Regions from separate parts of the Sus scrofa genome. Here region 2 is linked to region 1. The links are chromatin contacts, called in public Hi-C maps. All regions are on one chromosome and are shown on one strand. The core of a region is the stretch at or near the end of the contact, and the rest is flanking DNA. Distances in the headings are between cores, read along the strand shown. Region 1 holds the start of ERC1 (ELKS/Rab6-interacting/CAST family member 1). Region 2 overlaps ERC1 (ELKS/Rab6-interacting/CAST family member 1).

The links. A called contact is a pair of places that touch in the nucleus more often than the background predicts.
Region 2: a Hi-C map of alveolar macrophages shows a contact between it and region 1, with 2.9 times the contacts expected there. The contact joins the enhancer-like site here to the promoter of ERC1 in region 1. A contact is called at or near these places in 4 of 5 promoter capture datasets (fetal liver, fetal skeletal muscle and liver), 15 of 47 Hi-C or Micro-C datasets (adipocytes, alveolar macrophages, brain and 10 more) and 2 of 2 datasets of contacts at active chromatin or transcription factors (alveolar macrophages and skeletal muscle).

What each region holds. Positions count from the first base shown.
Region 1 is chr5:68,221,883-68,228,473 of Sscrofa11.1, forward strand. It overlaps ERC1 (ELKS/Rab6-interacting/CAST family member 1), which reads left to right and starts at 1,840. Exons shown (of 20, transcript XR_002344310.1): 1 at 1,840-2,106. It also overlaps a transcript of RAD52 not described here.
Region 2 is chr5:68,298,447-68,304,478 of Sscrofa11.1, forward strand. It overlaps ERC1 (ELKS/Rab6-interacting/CAST family member 1), which reads left to right. Exons shown (of 20, transcript XR_002344310.1): 3 at 776-1,192. Among named protein-coding and RNA genes, the nearest start is that of ERC1, 78 kb to the left of the region's middle. Within about 2 kb of position 1,440, at least 2 of the 83 cell types and tissues checked have an H3K27ac peak or open chromatin away from gene starts, as enhancers often do. A contact at or near this core is called in alveolar macrophages, where this site is marked.

The DNA of each region.
Region 1 (6,591 bases), core at 590-3,089:
GAGACTTCTAACAGTCTTTGGTTGACTGTTCATATTAAGATGAGGTAGTTGGATGCTGATGACAAATCTTTAGAACTTGGGAGGGTCTTGTCAACTTGCAGTTTCACTCTAGGGTGAGTTTTTAGGAAACTGCCTATTGTGTCAGAATAAAGAATGCTTTGCTCTTAGTCATTAAACACTCTCCCCAAAGATTACGAATACTCTTGACTTCTAGCTTAGGATAAATGCTTAGCTATTTTATCAAAGGTAAAGGGAGGGTTCTGCTGTTCAGAGATTTTTGGTTTCCTTGTTTTCAGCCCTGCTTCTCACTCTTGCTCCGTCACTGTCTCAAAATTTGTTTTTCTATATCACTTCTGGCAGGGAGGTCTCCTTTCACGGTTGCAGTATCCCCCTACATCTATTTCACATTACGGATTCTTCCATTTTTGTTTTAATCAGTCTTCACTCACTTTCTGTGTGAAAAATTACAAAAAAAATATTTTGGTGGCTTCCTTCCCAGGTTCTGTTTTGTATGCTTTTTTTTCCCCCCATTCCTTTATTAGTATTTTAATGGGTCTCAGGAAGAAGAGGCAATTAATGCTAGTACTCAGCCAGCTTTAATTAAAAAAAATCCTAAATGTAGGTTTAAAAAGAGGTACCTGGGGGAGAAACAACTGTGGAATGGCAAAAAAAGAAAATTCCAAGTCTGTGATACTGACAGTATTCCTGTGTGTGTAGAACTTAATGCTTAGCATCTTACCACCTACAGATCCACAAAGGGATATGACAGATCTGAGCTATCTAGTTCACACCCCACTTTACAGTTAAGAAAAGTAGGACCTAGAAATAATGTGATTTTCCCGTGGTCACACAAGCAGAAAGTGGAAGAATAGAAACTGCAAAGATACGACGAGTCCGCTTTGCTTTGCTTTTACTTCACCATGTTAAAAATCGGGGGAGCAGGACGGCAGATCAGCAGTTAGATGAGGAAGATCTTGAAAAACAGTCAAAAAAGGTTGGCTTTTCATAAGCGAGTAGTCACATGCCCGAGAAAATGAAATATTTTAGGGTGCTTAACTGCAAGACCTAGTGTCCTAATAGTGGGCCGCCACGTGTGGAACGTACTGAAGGGGGCGACTGTCCAGCAGACCGGGAACCGCAGGAACCCGAGTGAGCCCGGGCGGGATGTGGATGCGGTGAGTGAGAACGCCGAGGGGAGGGAAAGTGACGGTGAGGTCCTGAGGCAGGGCAGACTGGGTAACTGTGGTAGAGACTGAGCCTGACTCCACCGCTCACACCCGCAGGCGCGAAATAAACCTAATCAGCGTCCCTCTCACTCTCTCAGCTTACCTACATCCTTACATTAACAGAGCGCGGTTCCAGCGGCGCTTCGGCACCTGAGGACTGGGGCGCCTGACGCGCGCGGCCGGCTGCCGCGTGGACCAAGGCGGCGGGTCTCGGCGAGCTCCGGACTTGCGCCCGCTTGCGGGCAGCCGGAGGGCCCAGGCCCGGAAGTTCAGCAGAGGCGGGCGAGAGAGCGAGCAACACGGCGCTCCGAGCCTCCTACCAGCGGTCCGGCCAGGATGTCCGCGACACGCCCGCGAGGCGGGGGCCCACAGCTTGTACGGCGCAGCATCCTACGGCAAGCGGGAGGAGACAGGCGCCACCCGCCCGCGCGGCGAGTGCGCGCGTGTGCGCCGCGGAGCGCGGAGCCGCCCGCCCGCCGGCCCCTGGAAGGCGCCCGAAGCCTGGGAGCTGCTGAATCTCTCTCCCAGGAGGCTGCGGGAAGGCCAGCGGGCGCGGCCAGCGGGGGCGGGGCTCTAGTGACGTCAGCCAGGGGCGGGGCTGGAGTCTCGCGCAGGGGGCGGGGCGCGATGACGTCGGGCGCCCAGGCCGAGCTGTGGCGGCGGTGGCGGCGGCGGTAGTGGCGGCGGCTCCCGGGCGGCAGCGGGAGCGGCAGCCCTGAGGAGGGTGAGACGGCGGCGGTGGCGGCAGCTCGGAGTCGGGCAGCGCCTGAAGCTTCCCGCCCGTCGCTGGCGCTAGGCCCCCGTGCTCTCCTCCGCCGGGTCTTCCTCACGGCCCTGGCCGGGGCAGGGCAGCGCGCCCCCGGGGAGGGCGGAGCCGTAGGTGAGGCGCGGGGACCCCTCCCCCTCCGCGCCCTGCCGGGGGGATGGGGCGTCGTGAGGGCGGCCCCACCCAGCCCACCGGCGGGCCCCACCCGGGCGGTCTCGGGGCGGCGGCGCCGTGGCGGCGGCGGGGACCGGCGGGGGCTGCGGGTGCCTGGGAGCGCGGGTGGCTGGCCCGCGGCGTGATGTTGCGGGCGAGGCAGAGGAGATGCAGGCATCGGGGAGCCCCGAGGAAGCTGGGGTGCGGTCAGGGTGGATGTGGGTTTTGGGTACCGATGTACAGTGGTGAAGGAGGTGAGGATTCTGGGTTTTTCCCTTCTGTGAAATGTTAAGGTAGGAGATGGTGGGATTCCAAAAGGGAGATGAGCAGTGGATGCTTGCTTGCCTTTGAGGCAGTTGGAGAAGATGTTGCTCTGGGTCTCACGTTTCTGCTTGAGGGTTTGGGGTCTTTTTTCTTTTTTTTGCTCCTGGCGTGGCTGGTGGGGTCGAGGAGGGAAGAAACTCTATCTGCCTTTCGCTCAGGGGGGATAAATTGTAAGCGTGGCTGAATTTGGAGTTTTATACCCTTCAGGAAAAGCGAGATCTTCGGTTAGGACAACTTCATTCTGGCAGCAACAGTAGGGAATAGGTCCCATTCCACTTAGTCCCTTAAAGGCGTTATCTTCCACTCTTTTTTTGTGCCCAAATGATCTCATTTTTAAGCTTTATCCTAGCCCCGTAAGAGAAGGCCTGAGGATCAGGTGGTTGCTTTGGAAGACACATTTCTGAGGAGTAGTTTGCAGGTGGTTGTTGTTGACTACTTTGGATGGATGAAATGAACAGTTTGAACAGTTCTGTTGGCGCTGGTTATATGAAAAATGTTTAAATGTTTTAAAGCCCAGTTTTCTTTTACAACTCATTTCTTAGTAGACCTTGACATTTAGGTATTTTGTGTTTAACACTTAATTATTAGAAATGATTTTTATTTCTCAGTTGCATATGTCTTTATTAGACACTTTAAAAGTGACGGGGATGTGGCATTCCCACTGTGGTGCAACAGTATCCGCAGTGTCTTGGGATCCCTGGGATACAGGTGCCATCCCCTGCCTGTCACAGTGGGCTAAGGATCCGGTGTTGTGGCAGCTGCAGCTTAGGTCAGAACTGTGGCTCAGATCTGATCCCTGGCATGGGAACTCCATATACACCCCCTCTCCCCCCGGGGGACGGCCAAAAAAAAAAAAAATGTGATGGGGCTGTAAATAAGCTATACCCCAATATGATTTTTTTAAAAAAGTGAAGTAGAATAATTTTTTTGGGTAGTTTCCTGTTTCTAAGAAATGTTCTTGGAGTCAGATGGTTTTAAATTGCTCTTTAATTACATTTTGAGGGCATGTGTCACTGAATAGGTGTTATTAAGAGAAAACACTGTTCATCATGCTTCACATCACTGTTTCACAACTTAGCACATTAAATCAATCTTTTTTTTCTGAATTTCTGCTCCCTCATTGATTACATGGGCCTTATCTATATCTATTGGTTAATTTATTACTTGCTTAGAAAACAGGTCCGCAGGAGTTCCCATTATGGCGCAGTGGAAACGAATCCGACTAGAAACCCTGAGGTTGCGGGTTCCATCCATGTCCTCGATGCTCAGTGGGTTAAGGATCTAGCATTGCCGTGAACTGTGGTGTAGGTTGTAGACGCCGCTTGGATCTGGTGTTGCAGTAGATGTGGTGTAGGCCAACAGCTGTAGCTCTGATTCGATTCCTAGTCTAGTAACTTCCATATGCTGCAGGTGCGGCCCTAAAAAGCAAAAAACAAAAACAAAAACAGGTCTGGTAATGGACATTTATGTAATGGATGGAAGTAGGCATGACTTTCAATAATTAATTTATGAAGGAAGAGAAAGCGTCATGAAATGGAATTTAAGCATTGACTTTCCCAAGGTTTATGCAATTTGGGAACATAGCCAGAGGAGTGCTTTCCTGTAACCCAAGAGAGAAATATACAAAGTGAGTGTCAGTAGTTGCAGATCACCACCTTTTATAACATGCTTACTTAATGAGCAGACTATTACCTTCCAACAAATACTTCTGCTTGAAGAAACTTATAGGAAACAGAAGATTTAATAGCTATTAGGTAAGAAAGGGTGTGGTCCAATTTGTAATTATAAGCAAAAGTTTTAATTGTATTTGGACAGATCAAATTATAAGTTGGTACACTAATAGTTTTGATTTTGGATTAGTCACTTAGAAGGGGAAATTAAAATTCACATAACTATTTTTGGCTTTTAAATTATACTTTGAGGAATTCCCACTGTGGCACACTGGGTTAAGAAACTGATCACAGCAGGTTTGATCCCCAGCCCAGAGCAGTGGGTTAAAGTATCTGGTGGTGTTGCCCCAGCTGCATCGTATGTAGTAGCTATGACTTGGATTCAGTCCCTGACCTGGGAACTTCCATATGCTATGGGTGAGGCCATTAAAAAAAAAAAATATATATATATATACACACACACACACACACACACACACACACACACACATTTCATTGGGTATGCATGGGAACAAATGTGAACTAAGGTACCAGATGAAACTTTGCGAATATATATTGCTAAGATGATATTTTCATGGCCAACAGTGGGATGTGACTCTTAGTAGGAATGCAGTCTTAAAATCTGGGGGAAAAGTGTAGGGTAGAAGTGATCTATTTCTCTTTCGAATTTCTCATCCCTGAGAAAAATGGTACATTTTATTTTTTGTCTTTTTGCCATTTCTTGGGCCACACCTGAGGCATATGGAGGTTCCCAGGCTAGGGGTCCAATCGGAGCTGTAGCCGCCGGCCTACACCACAGCTCACGGCAACACCGGATCCTTAACCCACTGAGAAAGGCCAGGGATGGAACCCACAACCTCATGGTTCCTAGTTGGATTCGTACATTTTATTTTTTGAAAAATATCACTTGGAGTTCCCGTCGTGGCTCAGTGGTTAACGAATCCGACTAGGAACCATGAGCTTGCGGGTTCCGTCCCTGGCCTTTCTCAGTGGGTTAAGGATCCGGTGTTGCCGTGAGCTGTGGTGTAGGCTGGCGGCTACAGCTCCGATTGGACCCCTAGCCTGGGAACCTCCATATGCCTCAGGTGTGGCCCAAGAAATGACAAAAAGAAAAAATATCACTTACTAGTCATTACTGTGATATCTTTGTTATGTATATATATATATATATATATATATATTTTTTTTTTTTTTTTTTTTTGCTTTTTAGGGCCGCACTTGCGGCACGTGGAGGTTCCCAGGCTAGGGGTCGAATTGAAGCTGTAGCTGCTGGCCTATGCCAGAGCCACAGCAATGCAGCATCTGAGCCGCATCTGTGACCTACACTACAGCTCATGGCAACAGCTCAGATCCTTAACTCACTGAGCTGAGGCCAGGGATGGAACCTGCAACTTCATGGTTCCTAGTTGGATTCTTTCCTCTGTGCCACAATGGGAACTCCAACTCTGAGTCTTGTGTGGTGTCCCTTTTTAAAAAAAATTACTTAAATCAGGTAACTCTGTCAGTCTGTTCAGTATTAGTATTGGAAACAAAAAAGTGAAGATTTTCATTGCAATAGCTCCTCTTTTTCTCTGCTACATTTAAGCTTTTAGAAGTAGTATAAGAGCTGTTAAATGTTTGTTTTGCACATACTGTGTCAAAAACATTGATGAAGAAAGACAAGGGAATGAAGTATTTTGGTTAATCAGATAATGATATGGGGAGTTCCTGTTGTGGCTCAGCTTGTTAAGAACCCAATTAATATCCAAGAACATGAACTTTCCATCCCTGGCCTCACTCAATGGTTTAAGGATCTGACAATGCCTTGAGCTTCAGTGTAGGTCGAAGACGCAGCTCAGATCCTGTGTGGCTGTGGCTCTGGCTGGCAGCTGCAGCTCTGATTCAACCCCTAACCTGGGAACTTCCATATGCCACAGGTGCGGCCCTAAAAACAAAAAACAACCCCAACAAAACAGTATATTCATTATCGATTTTCAGAGAAATGTAATAAAGTAAATTTAGCATGAAGATTATGTGAAATATTTATTTCCATGGCTGTTCAAAATCTGAGCCTTCAGGCACTGATTCATTCATTTGTTCATTCAACAGTTATTTACTGAGTATGGTACTGGGTACTTTTTTTTTCTTTTTAGCCTTATGGAAGTTCTCATGCTAGTGGTTGAATTGGAGTTGTAGCTGCTGGCCTATGCCACAGCCACCTGGGATCCCAGCTGAGTCTTCAACCTACACCACAGCTCATGGCAATGCTGGATCCTTAACCCACTGAGCCAGGCCAGGGATCAAACCCTTGTCCTCATGGATACTAGTCAGGTTCGTTTCTGCTGAGCCACAGCAGGAACTCTGATACTGGGTACTTCTTCAGTCATTGGGATACGGTAGTGAACAAAGCTGACAAAAATTCCCACTTTCATGGAACTTACCTTCTGAGTCCCATTTAGGAAAATGAAGAGGA
Region 2 (6,032 bases), core at 190-2,689, 76 kb after region 1:
TGTGTATGATCTTTTTTATGTGTTGTTGGATTTGGTTGGCTAAAATTTTTTTGGGAATTTTTGCGTCTATATTCATCAGAGATACTGGTGTTTAATTTTCTTTTCTGGTAGTATCTTTGTCTGGTTTTGGTATTGGGATGATGGTGGTGGATTGCTTTAATTCAAATGCCAGCTCTTTTACTTACTAGATGATCTTGGGGCAAGTTCCTTAAGTCTCTGTAAGCCTGGTGTCGTCATCAGTAAAATTGAAATAATAGTACATGTGTTGTAGCGAGGAGTAAATGAAATAACACATAAAAAGTGCTTGGCACAATTTGGTATGCACTCATTAAATGTTTATTACTTAATGTGCAAATTGTAAAACACTTAACAGTCATTTTGTATTTTGATATTCCTTGTGGTTTTTTTGATAAAGTTATTTATATCATGTGTTTGTATTGCTATAGATTTCCTGTGTCTTTCCCCTCTCCTCAGCTTCAGTTCTGTGTAATACCTTGTGTTAATTTTGAACAATGTCTTTTAGTCATGGCTTAAGCAAAATGAAGAGCTGCTAGACTTTGTTTCCTGCTGGTAATAAAGACAAGTTACTGACATTTTACAGATTATCTCAATCATATTTAAAGGCAGTGTAAAACAAAATACTGTGAATCTGAATTTGCTAAATGCAGGGTTCTCAGCGCTCTGGTGGCTACTTTCTGACTGGCCCTATTCTGCTTTATTTTTGCTACTTGAGAAGGAAAGCTGATTTGGGTTTTCTTTTTTGTCTTGATTCTAGCACATGCAAATGACAATCCAGGCTCTGCAGGATGAATTGCGGATCCAGAGGGACCTGAACCAGCTGTTTCAACAAGATAGTAGCAGTAGGACTGGTGAACCTTGTGTGGCAGAGCTGACGGAGGAGAACTTTCAGAGGTTGCATGCTGAGCATGAGCGACAGGCCAAAGAACTCTTCCTTCTTCGAAAAACTCTGGAGGAAATGGAACTACGGATTGAGACTCAGAAGCAAACCCTGAATGCTCGGGATGAATCCATCAAGAAGCTTCTGGAGATGTTGCAGAGCAAGGGCCTTTCTGCTAAGGCTACTGAGGAAGACCATGAGAGAACAAGGAGACTGGCAGAGGCAGAGATGCACGTCCATCACCTAGAAAGCCTTTTGGACCAGAAGGAAAAAGAGAATGCTCTGTTGAGAGAGGTGAGTGACTGCTTTTTTTCAGTTGTTATGACTTACAGTCTTTTTTTCTAGATTTGTCAGCATTTTGGCCTAGATAAACTTAGATGCTCTCCTAGACTATTGGAAGGGAATTTCTTCTTTCATACTTAGGTTCTGTGCTGATTTCTATTCTAATTTGCTATGGGATGACATTAGCTGGTATGTATTCTGGCTTAATAATCTCCTGGATCTTTTTTTTCCCCCTCTTGGATTCTATAGACTCATTTTATTGCTACAGAGGGACAGAATTTTCTTGATTTGTTACTCATCTCTTGATTTGTTCATAGACACACACACACAACAAAGTCAGAATCAGAGTAGCTGTTGCTCAATTTTAAAATATTAGTAAATGAAAGTAAGCAGTTACCTCAGTTTAAGTGTGCTTATAAAGTCCTTGGCAGCAGTAATGGATATTTGCCCTATTTCCATGGAAACTGTTGCCTTGCTATAAAAGATACGTGATAAAAATCATTTGCTGCCATGGAGGCACAGCTAGAAAGAGTGATATAGAAGCGTACTGTCCCTTATTTTTCAGAGAGGAAACTCAGACTTTAGCTGACCACTGTGCCTATTGATAATTTTTCACTTTTCTAGGTAATGCTTTGTTTTCAAGAATTCATCTTTCATTGAATTTTAAAAAATTGACTGCTGTAATTCTCTATATAAGGTCAGAGACTTCAGATAACTTTAACAGTAGGATAGGGGGAAAAAAAATCTCAGGATTGTTTTTAGTGCCAGTCTGAATAATCCCTTTTAAAATGAAATGTGAGGAAGGAGGGCTAAAAGCAGCAAAACTTCCAACTTCCTATGATGATGGAAATGATCTATATATGCCCTGTATATTATGGTAGCCACCAACTGCATGTGACTGTTGAGCAATTGAAATGTGGCTGAGGAACTGAATTTTAAATTTTATTTAAATATAACTAATTTAAAATTAAAGTATCTCATGTAAGTAGTGGCTGCTGTATTAGTGCAGTGATGCATAACGTAATGTCACCAGCTTTTCTTTGTCTTTGTTGGCTGCGCCTGTGACACGTGGAAGTTCCCAGGTTCGGGATTGAACCTGTCACAGCAGTGACCCAAGCCACAGTAGTGATAACGCTGGATCCTTAACTGCTAGGCTACCAGGGAATGCCTCACCAGCTTTTCTTAATAATTTGTCTTGAGCATCTTTCTTTGTCAGTACATGTGGAGTTTTATAATTTCAGTTGAATTTATAATATTCCATTACATTTACATTACATTATCTCTTTTTTGTTGTTGTTGGTGGTGGTGTTTTTGTTTTGTTTTTCTTAAAGTTTTATTGAAATATAGTTAATTTGCAAGGTTGGGATAATTTCTGCTGTACAACAAGGTGACCCAGTCATACATATACGCATATCCATTCTCTCTCAGGTTCTTTTCCCGCATAGATGATCACAGAATATTGGGTAGAGTTCTCTTTGCTATACAGCAGGTCCCCGTTGACCAGTCATTCAGTATACCTCAGTGTGCATATGCCAATCCCAAACCCCCAGTCCATCCCTTCCATCTGCCTCCTGTCGCCTTTGGTAACCTTAAGTTTTTTAAAGTTGTGAGTCTGTTTCTTCTCTGCAAATAAGCTCATTTGTATCCTTTTTTAAGAGTCCACGTATAGGTGACATCATATTTTTTTTTAAATCTCTTCACTATGGAAAACTACTATTAATTTTTCATCATTATAAAAGTGTGCTGCACTGAATATCCCTAGCCATATATTCCTGTACGTTAAGTTTTTTCTTTAGGATGAACTCTCAGAAATGAATTTGCTCAGGGTGTGTACATGTTCAAAATTCTGAATGTCAGACTTGTCTTCCAGAATGATTGGAGCAATTTATCCTAACAGCGTATACTGTGTTTTTAATGGTTAATCTGCAGCTGTGTACATTACAGTCTTCAGATTACCAGACAGTACTGTTTTGGAGAATTTTCTATCAGTGTTTAGACACTATCCAAAGTTTCTTGCAGTTAACTTTGAAGAGTTTGTATTTTAATGAGGTAACCTGGAGCCTGCCATAGAACATGGTTAGAGAAGCTGTAATAATCTCAAACAGCATGCAGCATGAAAACCCTACCAGCATCGTGAGAACTTTGAATGTTACATTTTTGCTGCTTCTGTCCTGAATATTTCCACCTATGCCCATATATTTTTTGAGTTTTAGAGTTAATAAATCGTGAATAGTTAAGGATTGTGAAAAGCCACAGTGTTACTCTGGCAGAGTACAATCAGAAATATGGTGAATTTGAACAAGCAGTAGGAAGGAACATGAGTTTATGACACATTTTGAAATAACAAGCTCTACAAAATATCAAGTCGCACTTCTGAACATAATGTGGAAAGAAATATAGGCCTTGTTAGTTGTACCAGTGCCCAATTCCAGTTGCCGCTCGTAGTGTGGCATCCTCTTACAGAAAACACAGTCATGTGGATTAAAATTGTTTTAAGAGCCTGTGGAAGTGATTGCTTGAGTAACATGTTTAGAATGTTTGTTTTCCTTTCCCTTTCTCCTGCTTACCTTTAAGATTTAGCTCAGATTTCAGTTCTTCTGTGAAGTCTTCCCTGTGCAGCTCTATACATAGATGTAAATGAACCATTCATAGTACACCTACGTATGTGTTTCTTCATTGTTTGATTAATTTTTTGCATCAAGTTTATGGATGGATATATATAATTTATCTTGTCAGTGTCTAACAAATCCACAGTGGGTACTTAAGAAATGCTGGTTGAATAAGTTGAAACATTAGGAAAGATTTAAACGGGAAGCTTACAGAAGGAAGGATAGTTTTTCCAATTCTTTTTTATCGTACTGGATACTAAAACCCGATGAAGGTTAGAAAACAAATGAACTAAAACCCCAAACCAGTTTTGCTTATGAGTTTAGATACAGAAATTATAAATAAGATATTGGCAAGTAAAATCAGTGTATGATATAAGTGTAATATTCTGACCAAAAGGAGTTGATTCTAGGGCTTGATGTATCATTCACAGTTTTAGTTTGTAAAAGGTAAAAGGAAAAGACAACCTTACAGTGTTTGATAGCTATCTCAGAGACGTTAGATAAAATGTCACGGACACTTTGAAAACTAAACCAGATAAAAAGAATTGATCCTTTTACAGCATAAGTTAAATAGAAACAACTCAATAATATGCGCATTATAAACGTGTTTCAGACTAGTAGGGCCAGCATCGTGTTTACTGTGACATACCAGACATCACTAGAAGTTACAGGGAGGTCAAAGATAGCTATGTTCATCAATATTTAACATTATTGTAGAAGTGTTAGGCAGTGCAATTAGATAAGGAAAATCGAATAACTAATGTCAGTAGTGATAATGGAAAGGATGGAGCTACATTTTCATTACAGCATAGATGGGAGCATTAATATAAACATGTTGTTTTCCCCCAACTCTGTATATTTAATGTAATCCCAATACAAATATTCTTGAAACATGCCCAAATGATGTTGCAGTTTATTTGCAAGAAGAGCAGTGTAGGAACACTTGTTTAAAGCAGATCATGATATATGTATTTTGAGCTCAGTCATATTAAAATGTGTGATTCTGGCACAGTATTAGATAGCTAGATGGATGAAACAGAACCTGAAAATAATATAGTTATGATGCCTGTTTTGGAATAATGGCCATCTATTTGGAAAACAATTACATAGTTACATTAAATTAGATTTTAGGTGAAGAGCTACTTCTTAAAGAATAAAAACACTGAAAGAAAATGTAAGTAAAAAGCTTTTACTGTTAATCTTGAGATAGGAAAGAGTCTTTTACTGCCATAGCAAGAACCTTAAATAATTAAATTTGTGTATGTTAGAAAGTCCAGTTAACAAAAGTTAAAATGATAATTTGGGGTAAAGCTTTGTAACATGTGGCTGGACTATTACGTAAAGATTGTTGGTGATTTATTTGGAGGCATTTCCTTCTTTCTAGCACATTAAACAGTGGTATGTCTTACAATCAGTGGCATCTTAGATTTGATGAAATACAGTAACATTAAAATAGCACTCATATCCAGGAACGTTTGTGACTAGATTTCCATTTTCTTTATGAGCACGATTCTGTAAATAGCAGGTCAGTAATTCCCCCAAATAAAAGACACAGAAGAAAATATTAAAAATTTAAATTAAGCATTGTATTTTCTGTTTGTACCAAAATTACATTGTTATGTGACTTGCTGTTAGATTTTGTATTGTTTACTGGAGTGCCTTTCCTTTGATGGATAGAAGAGTGAAGACATCTATAGGACAAGTAGTGAACTGCAGTCAAGACATGGTTAGTGCCTGAGGCCTGGGCATATGGAATTTTAACAGGCTTTACAAGTGATTCTGTTAAACACCAACTTTTGATTTTCAGTCTATTGGCAGAATATACTAAGTTGGCTGTGGAATTTTTGTTTTTTGTTTCTCTTTTTACACATGCAGTATATGGAAGTTCCCAGGCCAGGAATCAAACTTGAGCCACAGCAGTGACAATTACTGGATCCTTAACCCACTGAGCCACCAGGAAACTCTAGCTATGTAATTTTTGGATCAGCAGTCCATATGCATTCCTGGCATTGTCTATAGGCTGCATAAATAATGTATTTCAGATCTGTATGTCCTTCTTTTTTTTAAAAAAGTATGGAGAGTTCCCATTGTGGCTTAGGTGGTTAAGAACCTGACTAGTATCCATGAGGATATGGGTTCGATCCCTGAGCTTGCTCAGTGGGTTAAGGATCTGGCCTTGCCGTGAGCTGAGGCATAGGTTGCAGATGCTGCTCAGATCTGGTGTTGCTGTGGCTGTGGCATAG